2 separate regions of the Mus musculus genome follow, and region 2 is linked to region 1. Evidence: chromatin contacts called from public promoter capture Hi-C data. All regions are on one chromosome and are shown on one strand. The core of a region is the stretch at or near the end of the contact, and the rest is flanking DNA. Distances in the headings are between cores, read along the strand shown. Region 1 holds the start of H1f7 (H1.7 linker histone). Region 2 holds the start of Zfp641 (zinc finger protein 641).

Region 1 (5,951 bases), core at 3,361-5,860:
AAATACAATCATTATTTAATGTGCTGTTTCCTTATGAGTTGGACTTTTCCGTGTTTTTAAAGGGTACCATGTTCTTAACTGTTTATTTTAAACAAATATTGAATATTGGATCATAGAGGGCATCCAATGTTTAACAGTTGTCTCCAGTTAAAACCTTCTATCTTGGAGGGAAGCTCTTTAGGACACAGGACAGGAAGGAGGTAAAACTGGGTATTTTAAGGGGAGATGGCACATTCCCTCCTGCAGGGCGAATTAAAACACATGAAGTAAACAACTCAAAGACTTCAGAAAGTCCCTGGAATTAAATGCCCACCTACACCAAGCTCCTCCTGGAGGTTTGAATAGGAATGGCCTTCACTGGCTCGTAAAATGCGAATGTTTGGTCATTAGGGAGTATCAGTACTTGAAATGGATTAGGAGTGTGGCCTTGTTGGAGGAAGTATGTCACCGGGGCTTGGGGTTTCATAAACCCAAGCCAGGCTAGTGGCTCTCTCTCTTCCTGCCACTTGCATATCCTGACATAGAACTCTTAGCCCCTTCTTTGCTGGCATGCGGCCATGGTTCTCCTCTTGTTGACAATGGACAGACCTCCCGACACTGTAAGCAAGCCCCAGTTAAATGCTTTCCTTTATAAGAGTTTGCCATAGCTGCAGCATCTCTTCACAGCAATAGAGCGCTGGCCAAGACTTTCTCCTACCTTCACAGACTTTACCTTAGGCTGTAAGGGGTGCTCAAACAGGGCAGGACAGGCAGGATTTCGAGAGCAGGGGATCCAAGGGTATCAATGAAAATAAACTAAATGGCTCAGGGTTTGGGTCTCTTATTTGCTGTGGGTCTTAGGTAAGGTAGACTCTTCATAAGTTGGGCCGAATGAAACTTGGCTTAAACAGACAGCGATAAGGGAATTACAATTGTTTTTAGGAAATGGCCCAGGTCCTCCACCCACAGCCTAGTCTAGGTAGAAATGGCTCTTAGCAGATGACTGTATTCTTCAGGTTACAGCAATCCAGGATGTCAAGAGCATGCCAGTCACCGCAGCCACAAGGGCATTTGGTTAGCTTGGTTCTGTGTTCAACAGACAAGGTTTGAGTGCCTCTCTTCAGACTGTCCCCCATTCAAGTTCCCTTTGCTTTGCTTGGCCACTCACATTCAAGCGTATAGGGTTTCAGGGTTCAGATCACGTGCCCACGGGACACTCTGCCAGTGCGTTTCTGATGTGGCCTTTGTGGGATTAGAACAGTGACTCCTGTGCACGAAAGCCAGTTAGCCACAGCAAGCTTTAATGCACATCGCTTGAATGCATATTGCTTGAAACACATATCATTGTTCCTCCTGTGGAAGACAATGCTTCTCCTGGGAAAAATCACGGTCAGGCATACATCCTGGGGAAGCTCCTATGTCCAAGATGCCCTCTTTTCAAGAATTAAAAAAAAAAAAACCTTCTAGAAGCATCTATTCTCAGTATTATTCAGCTTCACCTGGAAGCAGATTGTCCACCCTAAAGTATAACTTTTTAGGAAGTGGAGCATCACGGTCTATGGCATGAGTGCCAAACCCACTATCCTTCAGCCTCGTACCTAGAGCTAAATTATGCATTTTTCAGTATGTGGCTTACTATGCCCACTGTAGACTTTTTTTTTTTTCAGGAAAACTGCAAGAGTAGAGTGTTCACACGCGGGTTGTTAACAGTTCCTCTCTGAGAGTTACTGCTTCCCAGCTGACTAAGCCCCTTGTGAGCATCGTCAAGCAAAATCTACACCATGATGTTTAGTCCTTCTTGAAGGATATTTGATCACACCATGAACCCCAGGATCGTTTTATTTACTAAAAGAAGCTATTTCTACCTGTGGTGTGGCTCAGCCTTAGCACATACCTTTATTTCTTCTGGCTGGAATACAGACACGACCTTAGTATTCACCTTTAACCCCAAACAATGAAGGTAAGGTTAGTTCGTAGAAGGGAGCTTCCATGTTTGAAAGCGACTTCTAGTTGAGCGGCAGACAAAGGCACGAATCAGAGACAGCTTTGACAGAATAGGATATGCCCAACTCTCATGAGGAGAGGAAAGGGGACTTACAGGAACAGCAGAGAGAAAGAGAGAGAGAGAGAGAGAGAGAGAGAGAGGATTTTACAGAGACTGAAGAGAGAACAAGCTAGACACAGGTGAAGACAGAATGAGCCAGAGGATGAGAAGGAGCCAGAAGATTTGAACAGATTGATGGAGATAGTTTGAGGCCAAGCAGACCACTTCAGGAGGAGCTGAGAGAAGCCAGTTTGAACCAGTCAGCATGGAGAGGAGTTTGAGCCAGAACAGCTGAGTTGAATCTGCCAGTCAGAGATCAAGAAGAACTAGGAAGTGGTGAGCTTATCCAGCAGTGAGTCCCAGAGGCTGAAAACTTTCTAGGCCTAAATAAGATTGCACAGAGCTAGAAGCTTCCAGGACTAGGCCTAGATTAGCAGGCTGTAAAAATTAGCCTTTGAGGCAACAGTTATGACAGGAGATAAAAGCTACTTTACGGACACTTAAAGCATTCCCTGCACAACCCCAGAATCTTACAGAGAAACAATCCAAGATCTTACAGATGCTTAGCGGATGGCTAGGGTCAGAAGAACAGAGCTGTGGTGGTAACCGTGGTTTTCCTAAGCCCCTCCCCCTCACCCAGTGCCTCTCTCCTCCCCAGCAGTGCCCCATCAAGTACTACATAAAATGTAACGTTTGTGCATGAACACTTACACTGTGCCACACCCACCCCACGCTGGATGATTCCACAAAGCTCATTGAACTCATATCTTTCACACCCAAGAAGTTGTGTGTGTGTGTGTGTGTGTGTGTGTTCGCCCGTTTGATTAAAACACTGTAATTCAGGATAAAAGCTACAAATTCTGGAACCAAGTTTTACCCAAAAATTAATATTAAGACCATGTCTGAATCACTAGGACATTTAAAGACTCTTTTTCTTCTTTTGCCCTCTTCTCAAAAATTGCACTGAGGATTTGACAGTGTCCCTGATGGGCATTCTTGTGTAACTCTGATTTCCCTCTTCTTGTCTCTACTCTTTTCCTTTTTTTTTTTTTTAAACTTTAATGCTCACTCACTGACCCCCTCCCAGTCACTCCCTCCCACAATCCTCTCCCCTGCCCCACCCCAAAGGAAGGCACTTCTCTGGGTTCCGTGGGACTAGCGGAATCTCAGCTCTTACCTCCTGAGCCTTAGCTATAGATCTCCCCTCAACATGTCACCTTTCCCCTCCCAGTGATGAGCAAGAAGAAACATAGACACGGGAAGGTCTTGTAAATTGCTTCAATGAAAGAGAGATGATCTCCTTGGAGCCCATATGGAAAAGCAACCGTACCCAGAGGAACAGCTCTGGCATTAAGGAGACTCAGTGTCCCCAGGCTGACCACTTTTGGTAAAAGACTTTGTGCATGCTTTTCCTTGTATGCTGGGAGCGTTGTCCAGAGCTGGTTTCTGGATGGTCTGTTTTACTGGCCTCTCGGGTTCCTGTCCCTTCTCTTCCCTGAGTTTGGAGTTTGAACTCTTCTCCTCTGCTGGCCTAGGACTGGTGTCTTCCTTTGTAGGCCGTACTCTGTTGTAATCTTTTGCCTTGATCCTGGCTTCATCCCTGGCTCCGATACGCACCTGTTCCCTGGCCTTGGCACGCTCCTGCTCCTTGGCTCTGACGTACTGCTGCTCTTTGGCACTGACAAACTCCTGTGCCTTGGCCCTGACCCAGTCTTGTGTCCTGGCTCTGGCATGAGCCTGTTCCCTGGCTCTAGCACGAGCCTGTTCCCTGGCCTGAGCCTGTTCCCGGGCTTTGGAACGCACTAGGTCCTTAGCTCTAGACCTTGCCCTTGACCTAGCCTTTGACCTGGCCCATGACTTGGCGCTAGACCTGGTGCTTGACTTGGCGCTTGACTTGGCGCTTGACCTGGCGCTTGATCTGGCACTTGACTGGGCCCTTGACCGGGCTCTTGATCTGGCCCTTGATGTGGCCCTTGAAGTGGCCCTTGAAGAGGCTCTTGACCTGGTCCTTGATCTGGCCCCTGATGTGGACCTTGTTCTGACCCTCCTGGACCTTGCCTTCAAAGCCCTGGCCTTGCGTCTCCAGACTTCTCTGGCCTTCTTGGCTGCCTTGCGACGCGAGCGGGGCCTGAGTGGTCTGGGGGATTTGAGCACGGTCTTCCCAGAAGAGTGGCTGCCCAGCGTCAACCGGGATTGTCCCGCCTTTTCCCTCGGCTTTGAAATCTTCCAGACCCTGAAGTAGCCAGCAGCGTCGCTGCCACTGACCCTCAGGAGCGTGCCTTTCTCCAACCTGGTGGACTTCCCCTCGTGGTGAGAGGAGATCTCCCGGCGCACTTCGTAGCCGGCGTTTCCCAGCTCCTTCTTGAGCGCATCCAGAGTCAGGTGCTGGTGGCCAGCAATGGCCCTGAGCAGCAGCTGGGACACTCTGAGCACTGACTGCGTACCCCGCTTGGCTGGCGTTCTCAGGGCTCTCTCTGCAGGCTGCTGGATCTGGATCGTAAGTTCTGCGCCTTGGGATTCCCCACTGGGCTGGACAGCCTCAGCCATGGCCCCGCTTCCCCCCACCGCGGGGCCACCTGCTTTGATCTGGCCTCTGGCCTCAGTGGGTGTGGAGTTCTGGGGCGCCTATGTCACAAAGCCCCCCACCCCAGGCCCTGGGCTTGCGTCCTGGTGGAAAGGTAGATGCAGCCCTCTGCTCTCCTTTGACCTCTGTGACATCCTAGCTCTTCACACCTGCAAGTATGTAATAATTGCCAGTGTAATCGTCATAACCATGGCTTTGTTCCTGGCCAGCTCTTGCTAAAATGTGAATATTTGGGAGGGGTATACCCTGAAAAAAATTAAGGAAGATCTATTTAGAAAGAAAGCTAAGGGGAATACAAGACAAATACAAAATAGAATGACTGCAAAGAAGACTATTTCTTCAGCCCTCACAGAAACCAAAACAAAGCAAAAACAAATAAGCCAAAACAAACTCCCCCCCCCTCAACTCTTAAGTGAAAATTTCCCCAAGGAAAACGAGAGAACACTTTTATTCTATCTTCTTCTTGGCTGTTTTTGTTTCTGGACATATTTGTGCTGTAAAACAAAAAACAAAAACAAAAACAAAACAAAAAAACGTTCTCAGCAAATTTTAGTCTGAATAGGATAAGCTCAGAAGGGTCAGAGGCCTGTGAAGGAGCTAGAGGGAGCCTCAAGTGGCCAGTAGACTCCCAAGCTGCAGTGACTGGGAAAGCTCTTTTCCAGAGAAGGCTGAGGAGGAACTGAAAGAACCTAATGGGGAAAGCCCCACTCAGCTCCCGATTCGGCGTCCACCCAAGAATCATGAATAGAACACAACACCTTGATGTAACAACACGAGGTATTTTAATGGCAGAACTCCAGGTCGAAACACACACAGGAGACAGTGGATTCGACCAGGAGGCTTGGAAGCTAGGGGTTTTTATAGAAAAGGAGTGGGGCTGGGGGAGGAATTGGCGCGGTTTCACATGATTGGTCCATTTAAACATCAGCAGCCTGTAACATTTAACTTAGGTCAGAGGGGTAGGAGATAGGGAGGCGATGGGCCTGCCCGGGCATGTCCTGGTCTGTTCTGCTATGTTCTCAGCCCCAGGTTTCAAAGCTCACAAACAACTCTTTGGGCTATTTGACATACATTACATGAATCACAGGTCTCAAGTCTTATTTCCTTTCAGAACAAGCAATACCTTAGCTCCCCCAGAGCAGCCAACATAGGAGGGAATGTATTTTGGTTGCTTAAATTTTCTTTCGTTCATTTATTTCTTTTGAAATTTGTTTATATTTGCACTATCATTTGCAAATTTTGGATCACACACACACAAAGACTTTCATGAGTGTTCTTTATTCTACACCAACAGAAATCTCTAATACATTTCCATATCTCTAGTTGGTTTTCAGCTACCTTCCA
Region 2 (5,700 bases), core at 1,535-4,034, 39 kb after region 1:
ACTGAACCTGGTATTTGGTACATACTTCAGTTGGTGGAAGTTAGAAATTAACTATTGTTGTTTGAGACAGGGCCATGCTCTGTAGCCCAGGCTGGCCTGAAACTCATGGCAATCCTCCAAGAAATGTGATTACAAGTTTGAGCCACCATACCTAGCCAGGTTAGGAATTTTTAATGCCTCTTTTGGAGCAGAGACTAGAAGACTTCTAGTGCTTCCAATCCCCACCCCACTATGTGCTCTCACCCTTCTCCTGAAGGGACAGTGGCTCGTCTTCAAGACCACAGTGAAGGTGCTCCAGCGGCCTTGGTGCTGTTCTCCACGAGCCCTCTTCCCGGGTCCCTCTTTCTGACTGGAGTTCTGCCGCATCCAGCTGTGTATTCATTGGCTCCCATCCCGTGCCCAGGCCTACAGCCTGTTCCGAAAGCATGTCTGCAGCAAGCACACACTGTGACCTGGAACAAGTCAGGAAGTGATGCACTCTTCTATCATGGATGAGGATGATATGCCCAAGGAAGCTTCAGAGAACAGCTCTTAAGGCTAAGGACAGGAAATGGTCCAAGGAGCCCCATGGAAGATGAGCTTACCAAACATGGTGTGAGCCAAGCTTTCCAGGAGGAGCTCAGGAACTGACAGGCGCCACACAGTCAAGTCCCTGTTATTTCGAAGGCCTCACACTATCAACAGACCTTCACCCAGGACTGCAAGAAACTTCACTTTAAAACACAATTAGTCCAATCCTGAAGATCCAGAGGGTTTCCACTGTATCAAAATCACTCAAGGCGCAGCAAAGTCGTTGAGAACACAAGAAGGAATCCACTCAACAAAGATGGATGCTGTTATACCTGAAGATTCTATGCCTCACATTACATTTTCACCAACTGATGTAGAAGTCCCACCCGGGGCAGGGGGTGACCTGTGAGTACCTGCTGTCTCTCTCGAGCTGAACCAGATAGCCCTCCCTTAAGTCTCAGTGAAGGGACCCATGATCTGTCACACTTATGTAGGAAATGAGAACTGATAAAAACCCAGCAGAAAGACCCGTAAAGTAGACAGCTATAAAAGCAAGCTGTAAGCACTCAACGCAGCCTTGACAGGGGGCTGGAACTGCAGGTCAGTGCAGAGCCAAAGTTTAAAGGAGATCATGGAAAGATCAGCATGTGGAGAGACCCTGGGAAGCTGGAAGGTGGCGTCACTCATACAGTGTGACAGGGAATAAGCATCCCTGTGGGCTGAAGTGTGTGACAGGCACCGGTCACAGTGCCTTACAAAGAATATATCCAACTTCAAGAACGGTATGGGGAAGCCAGTGTTTGTTCACAGGAAGAGATTCGAATCAAGAAAAGGGCAGGAAACCCAGCCTCTGGAAAAGCTAAACCAACAGACATAGTTTGGGCTTGATAAGCAACAGAGGGTCGGCCAGTCAGGCCACCTGTAAATATGTCTATGTATCAAACAGAATAAATGGTTTTGATCACAGGAAAGACTTAGGCTAGTATTTGTTCGTTTCTGTTTGTTTTCTAGAGTCCACAACAATCCTAGAGCAAGACAGGTCCCATTTGATAATGACTGTGGAACAACTTACTGCGTGGCAATCCATGTCTGTCATTTTTATTCCCTTTCTATGTAGACGGAGCGACCAATAATCTCCCTAGAACAAGTCAGAATTTCAGGGGCAGGCTGGAGAGATGGCACAATGGTTAAGAGCACTGACTGCTCTTCCAGAGGTCCTGAGTTCAATTCCCAGCAACCACATGGTGGCTCAACCGTCTGTAATGGAGTCCGATGCCCTCTTCTGGTGTGCCTGAAGACAGTGACAGGGTACTCATATACAGAATCCCAGGGCTATTTTAGCTCACAGGATCATCCAGTAACATCTGCAGGAACCCAGGAGGCTGGGAAAGGCTACAGCAGACCCCAGGCCAGTTACAATGTACAGAAAGAACAAATTCCTCTTCCATCATTGAAGCTCAAAGATGGCTTTGGGGCCTCAGGGATACACCCTGGCCTGATTCTGCAGAGCGCACTGGGCCAGCTGGATGACAGAAAACCTGTGGAAATGTTAGGGGGAACCGGGAGCAAAGGATGGCATGGATCACTGTCACCTGCCTGCATTTCCTAGGGTGCTCCTGGCAGGGCCAGCACCTGGGCTCCCACCTTAACCTGTCTTCTATCTTTCCTTGTCCCTAGTTCAGGATGATCCCAAGTCTGCTGGAGCCTGGGTTCTTGGGCTTTCATTTCTTTTGCCTGGTTATGTATCTGGGAGGCAGGGCACCTGCTGAAGTTTTTTTTTTTTTTTTTTTCTCAGCGAGTTCTTTTGGACAGAGACAGGGCCTTAGTATCAAAGAGTGGCCCAAGGGCACAGGGACGAAGAGTGGCTCAGTGGCCCTGCCATCGCGGGTGTGGCACCTTGGGCCCCGAGCCCACAGCAGAATAAGGTTTCTTCTGAGTCAGACTCAGCACCCCCGGGAGGGTCAGATTTCAGAAGACTCGGGAACTGGCTAAGTGGGACTAGAAAACAGGTTCCCGCGAGCAGGGGCTATACCAAGTGACAGAAAGGTGCTGCGGGGACGCCCACGCAAGTGACAGCGGCGGGACCAGGCATGCGACACCGACGCCACTGTTCCCACGGCCAGGCTGGTGCCCTCCTCCACGCCCGCCCGCACCCCAGCCTCACTCACCCCGGCTCGGCCCCTTGGCGTTACCTCCCGCCCGGCGCGGCCGAGCCCGCGGCCCGCACAGCAAGCGACAAGCGACAGGGCCGGCGCGGGGCGGGCACAGGAAATCCCGCCGCTTCCGGGGCTCCGTGGTGCGGGCGGGGGCGGGCACGGGTGGAGAGGACCGCTGGACCCACACTCCTGTCGCCACAGCCCACGGGCTTTGCTGCTCCCGGGGCCCCGCCCACCGCCTGCGACCTCCCACGGCGCCTGGCGGTAGGGTGGGGGCGGGGGTGGGAGTTCAAGAGGGTTGGAACCCTCCCCTAGGACTAACCCTCCAGACAGACAGACTGCCAAACCCGACTGGACAGTGGACTTCTAATGATGCCTTCCTTCACGTTGGCTCCAACAAGATGGTGCTGTGTGAAGTGGGCAGTGATGCTTGCTGCATTGCCTTCAGACCTGAAGAGACATGGGCTACAAGTGTGCACTGCACATTTAGACGACTTGATATTTAAAAACGTAATATCGAAGCTACATTAGGTTAAGTGTGTTAGTTTTACATATTACAAATGTGACTTGCGACAGATTGATTTCTGTTGGCTGGAAAAGACCAGAAAGACCTACAAAACAGATAATGGTAGAAAGAACCTAGCTTGTAAACGTTAACGTTTGTTTTATCACAGTCATTCTGCAAAATCGTACAGCCTATCAGTGGAGACATGTGCCAAAGGCTGTCTGCCATAAACTATGTGATACGTATTTCTTTTAAAAATCTACTCCGAACTAGGATAGAAGCAAAGAGAAGAGATTGCGTTTAGCAGGGATGTCAGAGACTCACAGAAATAAGCAAAGGAGCGGGAACGATGGGATAAGAAAGATATATATATATATGAAAGGAGACCTGCAGTTGGCAACAGGTATAGAGGGCGTTCTTAGGAGCAGCTCGTGGGATGTGTGAGCATGGTTGGACCAGAATGTCTATCCTCAGCCCCAGCACCAGGCTTGGAAATTCTTGCTTAAGCAGGAGACATGGGGTTATCAGTGTAATCCAACAACATATCAGTGTCGTGACTCTAGTATAGACTTTTTCATACCATTCACGGCATGTTGTGGGTGAATGGTGTGAAAGCCAGTGGGAGCAGGATCTCTGCTCTTGGTTTTTATGAAAGGGCCAGGCATCTTTTACCTAGTGTCTCCACTGTCTCAAGTGGCCTTAGAATAGTCTTGTTCATGAGTAAGAGGGAAGAGAGCTGTGGCTGACCTGTCAGCAGCATTAGGGATCAATTCTGAAAATACTTTATTTATTTATTTATTTATTTATTTATTTATTTATTTATAGCGACAATAAAAGTGACTTTTATTAGAAAACAATTACTGTTAACTTCTCTAATGTGGATAAGTGCTCTCCAAAATTTTTCTCCTGAGTAATCTTTAGAGTTTGTTATACGCATGCAAAGTAAATATTTTTCTTGGCTTTTCTTTCTTTCTTTCTTTCTTTTTATTTTTAAAATTCATCTTACATCCTGATCATGGCCCCCCTCACCTCTCCTCTCTTCCCAGTCCCACCCTTACAATCTCTCCAATGCCCCCTCCTCTTCTCAAAGAAGGACACCCCTTGGGTACCACCCTACCCTGAGACATCTACCTAGTCCCAGGAGGACTTTCTCTCCCACTGAGGCCCAACCAGGCAGTCCAAGTAGAGGGGAAGGGAATCCAATGGCAGGGAACAGAAACCAAGACAGCCCCCACACCACTTGCCTGGGGACTCATATGAAGACCAAGCTGCACATTTGTTACAAATGTGTAGGGGATTTAGGTCCAGCTCCTGCATGTTCTCTGGTTGGTGGCCCAGGCTCTGTGGTCCCCCCATTGTTCCAGGCTAGATGACTCAGTGGATTTTCTTGTGGTGCCCTTGACCTCTCCAAGTTGCTCACTTCTATCCCCCACTCTTCCACAAAATTCCCCGGGCTTTGCCTGATGTTTGGCTGTGGGTCTCTGCACCTGTCTCTATCTGTTGCTGGAGGAAGCCTCTCAGGAGACAGTTAGGCGAGAGTCCAGTCTGCAAGTGTAGCAGAGTATCGTTAAAAGTGTCAGGGGTTGGCGCTCTCACATGGGTTGTGTTTCAAGTTGAGACAGTCATTGGCTGACTGATCCCTCAGTCTCTACTCCATCTTTATCCCTGCACATTTTGTAGGCAGGATAAATTTTGGGTCGAAGGTTTTGTGGGTGGATTGATGTCCCCCTCCTCCTCTGGAAGTCCTGCTGGCTACAGGAGGTGGCCACTTCAATTTCCATATCCCCCTCTAGTAGAAATCTCAGCTAGGGTCACTTCCATATACTTCCATAATTCTACAGGTATTTATCAGCTGTAGGAGTTCTCTGGTAGAGTTTGGGGGGTCACTTATGTATACTATCATATCATCTGTGAATACTGATACTTTGACTTCTTTGTTTCCAATTTGTATCCCCGTGATCTCCTTTAGTTGTCTTATTGCTCTAGCTAGGACTTCAAAGACTACATTGAAGAGGTAGGGAGACAGTGGACAGCCTTGTCACTGATTTCAGTGCAATTGCTTTAAGTCCTCTCCATTTAATTTAATGGTGGCTATTGGTTTGCTGTATATTGTCTTTATTGTGTTTATGTGTGTGTGTCTTGTATCCCTGATCTCTACAAGACTTTTAACATGAAGGGGTGTTGGTGTTTGTCAGAGGCTTTTACAGCATCTAATGAGATGATCATGTGATTTTTTTTCTTTTAGTTTGTTTACATAGGATTACATTGATGGATTTTTGTATATTGAACTATCCTTGCATCCCTGGGATAAAGCCTCTTTGACTATGGTGGATGATATTTTTGATGTGTGCCTGGATTCAGTTTGCCAGTATTTTATCGAGTATTTTCATATCAGTGTTCATAAGAGAAATTGGTCTGAAATTCTTTTTCTTTGTTGAGTCTTCACATGGTTTAGGTAACAGGGTGACTGTGGCCTCATAGAATGAGTTTGGCAGTGTTTCCTCTGTTTCTATTTTGTGAGGAGCATTG

Evidence for each region. Promoter capture Hi-C pulls out the DNA fragments that hold promoters and counts their contacts.
Region 2: a promoter capture Hi-C map of macrophages shows a contact between it and region 1, with 6 read pairs. The contact joins the promoter of Zfp641 here to the promoter of H1f7 in region 1. A contact is called at or near these places in 3 of 39 promoter capture datasets (cranial neural crest, liver and macrophages), 1 of 484 Hi-C or Micro-C datasets (olfactory sensory neurons), 3 of 115 datasets of contacts at active chromatin or transcription factors (T-cell acute lymphoblastic leukemia, double positive thymocytes and embryonic stem cells) and 4 of 9 other capture datasets (adipose tissue, liver, macrophages and 1 more).

Annotation. Positions count from the first base shown.
Region 1 is chr15:98,252,697-98,258,647 of GRCm38.p6, forward strand. It overlaps H1f7 (H1.7 linker histone), which reads right to left and starts at 4,611. Exons shown (of 1, transcript NM_027304.2): 1 at 3,286-4,611. The coding sequence starts at 4,570. The coding sequence ends at 3,374.
Region 2 is chr15:98,293,377-98,299,076 of GRCm38.p6, forward strand. It overlaps Zfp641 (zinc finger protein 641), which reads right to left and starts at 2,785. Exons shown (of 6, transcript NM_173769.4): 1 at 2,679-2,785; 2 at 244-452. The coding sequence starts at 427.